Regions from separate parts of the Pan troglodytes genome. Here region 2 is linked to region 1. The links are chromatin contacts, called in public Hi-C maps. All regions are on one chromosome and are shown on one strand. The core of a region is the stretch at or near the end of the contact, and the rest is flanking DNA. Distances in the headings are between cores, read along the strand shown. Region 1 overlaps LOC107972285 (a long non-coding RNA gene). Region 2 has its middle 130 kb from the start of ID2.

Evidence for each region. A called contact is a pair of places that touch in the nucleus more often than the background predicts.
Region 2: a contact with region 1 is called in a Hi-C map of a lymphoblastoid cell line, with 6 times the contacts expected there. The contact joins two enhancer-like sites. A contact is called at or near these places in 3 of 7 Hi-C or Micro-C datasets (induced pluripotent stem cells and a lymphoblastoid cell line).

What each region holds. Positions count from the first base shown.
Region 1 is chr12:114,189,906-114,193,724 of NHGRI_mPanTro3-v2.0_pri, forward strand. It overlaps LOC107972285 (a long non-coding RNA gene), which reads left to right. Exons shown (of 6, transcript XR_008546173.2): 6 at 184-383. It overlaps ID2 (inhibitor of DNA binding 2), which reads right to left. Exons shown (of 5, transcript XM_003308873.7): 5 at 2,798-3,565. Among named protein-coding and RNA genes, the nearest start is that of ID2, 6.5 kb to the right of the region's middle. Within about 2 kb of position 1,321, at least 10 of the 24 cell types and tissues checked have an H3K27ac peak or open chromatin away from gene starts, as enhancers often do. A contact at or near this core is called in a lymphoblastoid cell line, where this site is marked.
Region 2 is chr12:114,329,965-114,334,135 of NHGRI_mPanTro3-v2.0_pri, forward strand. No RefSeq gene overlaps it. Among named protein-coding and RNA genes, the nearest start is that of ID2, 130 kb to the left of the region's middle. Within about 2 kb of position 2,462, at least 9 of the 24 cell types and tissues checked have an H3K27ac peak or open chromatin away from gene starts, as enhancers often do. A contact at or near this core is called in a lymphoblastoid cell line, where this site is marked.

The DNA.
Region 1 (3,819 bases), core at 71-2,570:
TCTGAAACCCCTTTTCCGGTAGCAAAATGCATCAAAAATTGGAAGGATGTATGGGGTGTCAAGCTGAAGGGGATTGGGATGGCTCTGCACCTGCCCTGCAGAGAGCCGCACAAATTATTAGCTGTGGATTTTAAAAGCTCTATAAAGCAGCTCCTTATTGACAAGAATATTATTTTCTATTAGAGTCTACATCTTCACCCTCTGCTTGAAAGTCCTTTTTATGTTCCTGAAAAAGCGCTGGACTGAGTTCGTCTGCCCACTGCCTGGTTGTGTGCCGTTGGCTACTCAATGCTCACCTCTGAAATAGACAGACAACACGTTAGCCGACCTTCAGGGATGCACCCATGGCTTTGAACGCTAAAATTAAATGTAAACTGACCTGTACATTTATTGCTTGAGGTTAGTATGATCTTGATTCAAAAACCAGTTACAGACAACACAAGAAAGTAAATCACAGTTCCATTTCATTTTCAAAAATAAAATATTGGCTAACAGAATCCACGGTGGATATAAAAAGTAATAATATATGATGTTCACGTAGGAGTTATTTCAGAAATGCATGGCTAGTTCAGTATCAGAAATATCAGTGTAATCCACCAGACAAAAATAATATCAGTAAATGCAGTCAAAAGTATTTTACCAATTGACTCACGAATTATGATTTAAAATTCTCAAAAAAAAAAAAAAAAAAAAAACCCTTCCAACAAGCCTAGCAATTGAAAGGCTCTTCCAAAAATTGAGAAACAGTATCTATTACAACAGAAGCCTACAGTCACATCCTACTAAATGGAAGAAATGTGATCGATTCTCATTAGGATTTGGAATAAGAAAAGGAGGCCGACTCCCACCTCCCACTGCTTTAACTAACACTGGCGTTCTTGCTTAATAGTTATTAAGCAGTTCAGAAAAATTAAAACAAAATTTAACAAAACGTCCAGGAAAGAGAAGGGAAAGCATTCTGGCTTTCATGTGACTTCACAATTCATTTATCCCCACAATCCAAGCATAGTCTCTTTGAGACTAGGATCCTGTCTGATCTTTTTAAAAATCTCTGGGACAGCACCTAGCATAGAGGTTGGCAGCAACTACTAATTTGCAAAAGGGGATCCTGTCTATGCTATGCAGTAGCAAAGATTACATGAGATCCACACGTGGAAACGGCTGTACACATGCTGGAGCAGCACTCATTTGGAAAGGCCGCACTCCCTGGCGTTTTCTCCCGGGACCTCCTCCACCCCACGGATTGCTCCTCGGGTTCCCAGTGCCCGGGCCCCAGGCCCACTAGGCCCCGCGCGAGAGCCGCCGTCCTCGTGTAGGCCAGCAGGTGGCGCCCGGGCTCCACGGCCGGAGTCGGGCAGCGCGGCTGGCGCCGCGGGAAGTCGCCTCCGAGAGGGGCCGCTGCGCCTCGGCTGCGGCTCCAGGGGTCCCGGGGCCAACGTCGCCAGCGGTGCCCGGCAGGGGCTCGAAAGGGCCCGGGCCGCCCCACAGTCCCGCCCGCACTGCTTCCGTCCGGGGACGCTCCCCAGGGCTGTCCGAGCGGACTACGCGCGGGTCCCCGTGGCTGGGGGGCGAGCGTGCGGCCGGCGTCTGCGCCTCTCCCGGAGGCGAGACGGGGGTCGGGTTGGGACCAGAGCGCGCTTCCCTCCCCGCCGCGCAGAGGTCGGCCGGGGCCGCGGCTGGCGACAGGTGGCGGGGACCTGGGGGCCAGGTCCGCGGGTAGCCTGCGACGGGGAAGACGCCCCTACGGCCCTCAGGGCTTCCTCCGGGTATGATGATCAACCACACGACCGCCCCGCGCTGGCCCCGGCAGAGCCCAGTCCCCGGCGCGGGTCCGCAGGGCGATCCGGGCGGCCGCGGCTCCACGGCCCCCGCCCTCCTCCAGCGCCAGCGCCCGCGGGGAGCGATCGGGGGTCAGGGCGGGGAGACGCGCGGACTCCTCGGTGGCGCCGCCCGAACACCTGTTCCGCCCCAGGTGAGCTGCTGCCCCGCCCGGATCCCTTCCTCCCCCGGTTCGCGTCCACCTGGGACCCGCCTTCTAGAGCCTCCCAGCCCACCTCGCGCCCCGGGACCGAAAACGCAGACCAGTCTTGAGCACGTGGCCACCCGCGGTCTTTGGCTTGGAAAGGCTTCTGCCCGCTGCCTCTTCCTTCCAGTCCAGGGCGGCCGTCAAGGCTGAGGGCGATTGAAAAGTCCGGGAAAATGCGCCCGGCCCAGCCCCGTCTCCGGAGGCCTGGAGGTGGGTGGTGTGGGGGGGGGGCTACAGGTGTGGACGCAGGCGAAGCCAAGGAGGCATCAGGAGCCCGGGGCCAGGTGACAGCTTAGTTCCCTGGGCAAACAGTAACCCTCGGGTGTTTCTGCCTTCCCTTAAACCTGAAATCATGTTCTGAATTCTGTACAGCCTCTTTTCTTCTCCTGATTAACTTTCATTTACTCCAGAGAAGCGTCTTAACGCCCACTCAGACAGGTAGTGCTTCCACACTCCCAGACTCAACTCATTCTTGGCTTTAAACTCAGCCCTGAGGCACAGAACCAAGCTTTCTCTTAAGGACTCAGAGGCACTTCTGTGCTCAAAGCCTCCCCAGTCCCTGTCAACTCAGCCCTCTGCCTTACCACACATCTGATAAGATTCTCTGTACACAAGTAAAGGCTTCAGGGGTGCTGCTGGTGGGGGGATGGAGAAGGGGATAAAGAAAACAATATGTGTGTGTGGGGGGGGGGGGGGGGGCCGAGAGGGGGAGACAGAGAGAAAAGAGCTAGTGAATGCCAGAGATCTTAAAAACCACTCGGAATTCAGGTATTGACTTCAGACATGTTTTATTATAATCTTATACAGTCTACATAAATTTGAACTTGTATTTATTTGGGTTCAGTTATAACATAGCATAATAAAAATCAAAGCACTGGTCCTCTGAAATAAAGCAGGCAATCACCATTCAATAAACACACTTGATTTATTTTGTATAAAAGGGTTAATTTACAACTAAACTTTTATAAAAAGTTTAGCATGAATAAGTACATCATTACACTTTTGAATGCAGAAATAGACATCTCTGCCACTATACAAGAAAACTCTAATTAAAGAGTTCACAAGGTTTCACTCAAATAGATATATTTATATATAAATATATACACAGCATTCAGTAGGCTTGTGTCAAAAAGGTAATTTCTGACCAAAAGACTTCATTTAAGTGACTGAATACTGGATCCTTCTGGTATTCACGCTCCACCTTTGAAAAAAGGCAAAGTCTGCTTAGATTGGGCAATTCCTTGTGATTTTAACGTTTTCGCTCCCCATGGTGGGAATAGTATATAAAGAAAACCTTCCAACTGCAGAAAGGGCATTTAAAAGTCTTTTTCATAAATAACGAATATCACAGTCCAAGTAAGAGAACACCCTGGGAAGATGATCATTCTTAGTTTTCCTTCCATTTTTTTTTTCTTTTTAAAAAGGTCCATTCAACTTGTCCTCCTTGTGAAATGGTTGAAAAATAAGTTCAGCACTTAAAAGATTCCGTGAATTTGTTGTTGTTGTTGTTGTGCAAAGAATAAAAGAAATCATGAACACCTGCAGAAGAGTGGGGGAGAAAGGCATGTTTAAGAGAATGTAACCTAAGGGCAGAGGCGGGCGACTGGCGCCGGGAGGAAGCCACAGTTTGAACATTTAACCAAACACTCAAAGATTGGGCAAACCCTGGCGTCCAGATGCAACACACACACTCGCCTCGACAGCGCAAATTAAACATTAAAATAGCTGAGACTCAAGGGAAAAACTTCCCAACCCAATCTCCTATTTGGATCTCCAACAGCAGTGCTACAGGC
Region 2 (4,171 bases), core at 1,212-3,711, 140 kb after region 1:
AGGTGGGAAGATGAGTGGCGGACAGCGGTGTTATCACCACGGGCCTGGGAATGGGTGGTGAGCACAGTTCCGGGCACGGTGAGCCTGGGGACCTCTGAGCCATCATGTATGTGAGGGGGCGGTGTGGAATAGACCTCTGGCCGTGCTGTCCAGGGGTCAGAGATGAGGTCAGGGCTGGAGGTACCACTGGGAGAGGCTGGTGCAGATAGCAGTAGAGGCCGCTGGAGTCGGGGGCCAGCCTAGAGAGGGGGTTCAGCAGGAGAAGACACAGCTTCCCCTATGACTTGAGGCACCTTAGTTTTAACAGCCAGGCAGAGGACTCTGGCCCAGTCAAAGAGACAGAGAATGGACAGAGGGAAGGCAGAAGGAATGGACACTGGGGACACGGTTGTTTCGAAAGTTGCTTGGGCAGCAGGGCTTAAGGCTGGTGGGACGTAGAGTACGAGGATGACAGAAATGTCTCTTGGATTTAGAAAATGGGGTTGTTGGTGACATTGGCAAGAGTCGCCTTGGAGAAGTGGGGCAGAGGCTGCTTGGCAGCGTGGGGTGAGTGGGTGGAGGAGAGGAAGTGGGGGAGGCCTGGAAACCCTTAGAAGACGCCTGTGAGGGAAGAGAGGTGAAGGAGTAGCTGGGGAGGCTGCGGGGTGGAGGGAAGACTTTTCGTCATTTAATTTCGGGAGGGAGAGGTTTCAGCATTCTCCTGACAGATGTGTTGTCCCTCCATTCCATCCCTTAAAAAGAACAGCTTGTGACTGCAGGTCATTACTGCACAATAGACATCCGTGTGAAAGGACAGACGCTATTATCATCTTCGCTTTACATACGAGGCCCAAAGTGGTTATGCAACTTGCCCAAAGCCACACAGCTGGTAACTAGAGCCGGGATGAATCAGACACAGTTAACCTGAGCCTAACTCAAGGGTCCGGGTCTTAACTCTTTGACTCTTTTGCTCTGCTGCCTTTCAGTTGAGCCTGGGTCATTATACGTGTCTGTGCCCCTGATGGACGCCAGCCTGTATGGGAAGGGTGGTCATGTTACCGCGTATCCACCAGCCCTGTGCTGGGTGTTGGAGCTCATGGCAGCCCATTTGTGGTCTCTTCCCAACTCCACATGCGGGGATGAAACCGGCTTCAGCGGGAGTGATTATACCGCCGAAATTGGCAGCCGCTACAGATCAGAGCTATTTTTAATCCCCTCCCCAGGCCCCCGTGGAGCTGGTTGTTCGACATTTACCACCACACCGCACGCTTGTCCACACACAACACCAAGGTGGGCTCAGTGCAAACCCTCCACCTCTGACAAACCTTCTGCCTTGGGCGAGCCACTGAGGACCCGTGGCTCCCTTAGAGCTCCCTCACCCTGCCCTGCAGTTGGGAGAGTCTCCACCCCTCAAAGGCCACGGCGACCTGGGCTCCGATTTGCTGATCCCCGGCAGGGCGGGCGGCAGGAGGGCGGGAAGGTGGCCTGCCATGCCTGGGAGCCCTGGCTGCTGGGCTGGATGGAGTGAGACTCCCCACCTGCTGCCCCTGCCCCGGCTTCCCTCCTGTCACCCCCTTCCCTCCACATCAACACAGCAGCAGCAAGAGGCGACGCTCCAGACCCCGACTTTCAGAGCGATCACCCCTACATGTCAAAGTGCAGCATGGTTTAAAGGAAGATGAAGGGACGTATTAAAAAGGGAAGAAGGGGCCAAGGGCTCTCTCGGGCCTCAGGGACAACCCAGGCAGGGCTGTGGGCTTCCTTCACAGAGCACCTCCGGGTGCTGGGCTTTGCCCTAGAGAAGGTGGGGCTTTCCGTCCATTTTACAGATAAGGAAACTGAGGCACAGAAAGAGGAAGTGACCTGCCCCAGAACACACATCAGTGAGGGGCGGACTCTAGAGGCTCCAGGCCTTACTCTTGTGTTCCTGTAGGGCCCGGGGAGAGAGAGAGATTGACTCAGAACCAAAAGTTGTTTCCGCCCCCTGTTAGGGAGCCACATTTCCCGACTTCCAGGATGAAGAAAGGCTTTTCCTGGACTGACTGAGAGGCTGACAGGGTGGTGGATGGCTGGTGTTCTGGCATCTCGGTTTCCCAGCCGGCTCCCATGCGGCAACCGGGAGGGTTCTGTGGCTTCATTGTCATCTTCATCGTCGTGGCAGGGCCTGCTTGGGCCCGTGTCTGCCACCTGCCTGGTCTAGGCCAGGCACGACGTGGGTGCTGAGGCGTCTCCTCTCCGCCTCCTGGGCTCGGCCACTGTGGCTGGTGTCTGGGCCCCTTGTCCCAACCTCCAGCCTGCAGTGCCCACTCCCACGTGAAAGACTGGCTCGTACATTTCCCCATTCAGCTGATGGTGAGTGCTGCGCTATTTTAAGCCCACATGGAAGTACTTTTTTTTTTTTTTTTATAAGGACCATCTGCTACCGGCCCCAGCCCAGATGATACAGTTAGAGCCTACCCACAGCATCCTCCCCGCCTTCAGACAGTTCCAGGAACAGGGGTGAGTCACGCCCAGCTGAACTCCCGTCTAGCTCACCCGAGAGCTGGACCGGGCGCCAGCAGAGGGGGCTGCGCACGCTCCATGGAGCAGGTGCACTCTGCCACCTCCGAGAGATGGGAAGGGGACCCTCACCCTCTGTCCCAGCTGTGCCCTGCTCCCTGTGGGGGACCAAGGCCCGGGTCACAAGTTCAATAGCAGATGCTGCTTCTTGTCACAGCAGCTTGTCCCACAGCAGGCCACACAGAAGCCACCCTGTTCTGGCTGCCCCTGGAAGCACCTTGGGTCTGCCTTGGTGCAGAGAGGGTGGGTCCCCCTTGCTGGGCTGCTTGGGATGGTGTCCTGGGTGGACATGCAGCTTGGGCCACTGGGAAGATGTGATTAAACACTGACCACCCCATTTTCTTTCTGGGTGAAGCATCAGGGCCCAGGCAAGCCTCCTCCACTGTGCTCACTCCCCCTCTCTCCTCTGACCCCTTCTCTCCTCTTCCCATCTCAGCACCTAGCGGCACGCTGTGAGCAGAGGTCGTCGGGGCAGAGACCCCAGTTAGACTTTGAATCTGGGCTCTGCCCCTCACAGGTGGATAGGTGGTGGAACCCAGGGCCAGGCCTATTTAATCCTGAGCCTCCCTTTGCACATCCGTAAAATGGGGATAGTCTTAGCTGCCTCCTAGGGTATGTGAACAGAAGTGGGATGATGCATGGAAGGATCCAGCATGCCACCTGGCTGATACTTTCTCATCACTAGGGATTCTGAAGGGCCCGCCCTTGGCATTGGCTGAAACGTGGTGGGAGTATTGAAAACGCTGGACCTGTAACTCCGCAGAGAAGCGCCTCCCCACCTCAACACCAGCACTGTTCTCAATGTGTGGTGGCCTCTCCCTGCCTGAGAGCTGGTCATTTTGGCTTCAGGGAGCCAGGTGAGGCAATGCACGGCCAGCAGGTCATTTGTCCTCAACAGCGCAGGCTCTGCCGGCTGCGATTCCATCACCCCTGGACTAGCAGAACCACTGCCTTTGCAGGAGTCTCAAAGGCCTGGGCTTTTGGGGGTGCTTCTCCGCCACTCCTGACTGCTTCTTTCCCTTCGGGGGCCGTGGCTGGTGCCTGCTGCGGGGTCACTGCGTGACGTGAGCACCGCAGCATCTCAGGTGCACGATGGCCCTGAGGTGCCCGGGAGCAGGCAAGGGCCGAGTCTTAACAGCTCCACTTCCTGTCCCCGAGTCTATCTGCCGCTGCTCTGTAGAGTCCTACAGTTTCTCTGTGGTCAGTTTTCTTACCCATTTCCTGCCAGCTGCTACTGGTTTTTTAGTCAGCTCTGACAGCTACGGTAATTGGGAAAGGACGCAGGCTGCTGGGGCCGGGTGATTCACCAGCTCTGGCCAACAGGGACAAGGAGCACAGACGGAGGCACCCTGTCGGTCCCCCTGGGCCTGGTCCCCCAGGCCTCAATGAGTGAGACACAGAAAAGACCCAGGGGCACACTCATTGTGAACCGAAAGCTGATCTCTGTGCACGCGCGCGTGCATGCGACATAAGGGAATTTTTTTTTTTTGAATGTGCCAGAGCCAATATAAATGGTTTCATGTTTTGAGAAGTCAGAACATAACTCCAGGATGAGTGAGGCCCCTCTCCCGGGGAGCCCCATGTTTTCTCTGAGGTGTAACTGCGGTGAGTTGTCTGTGCCTCAGATTAGGAT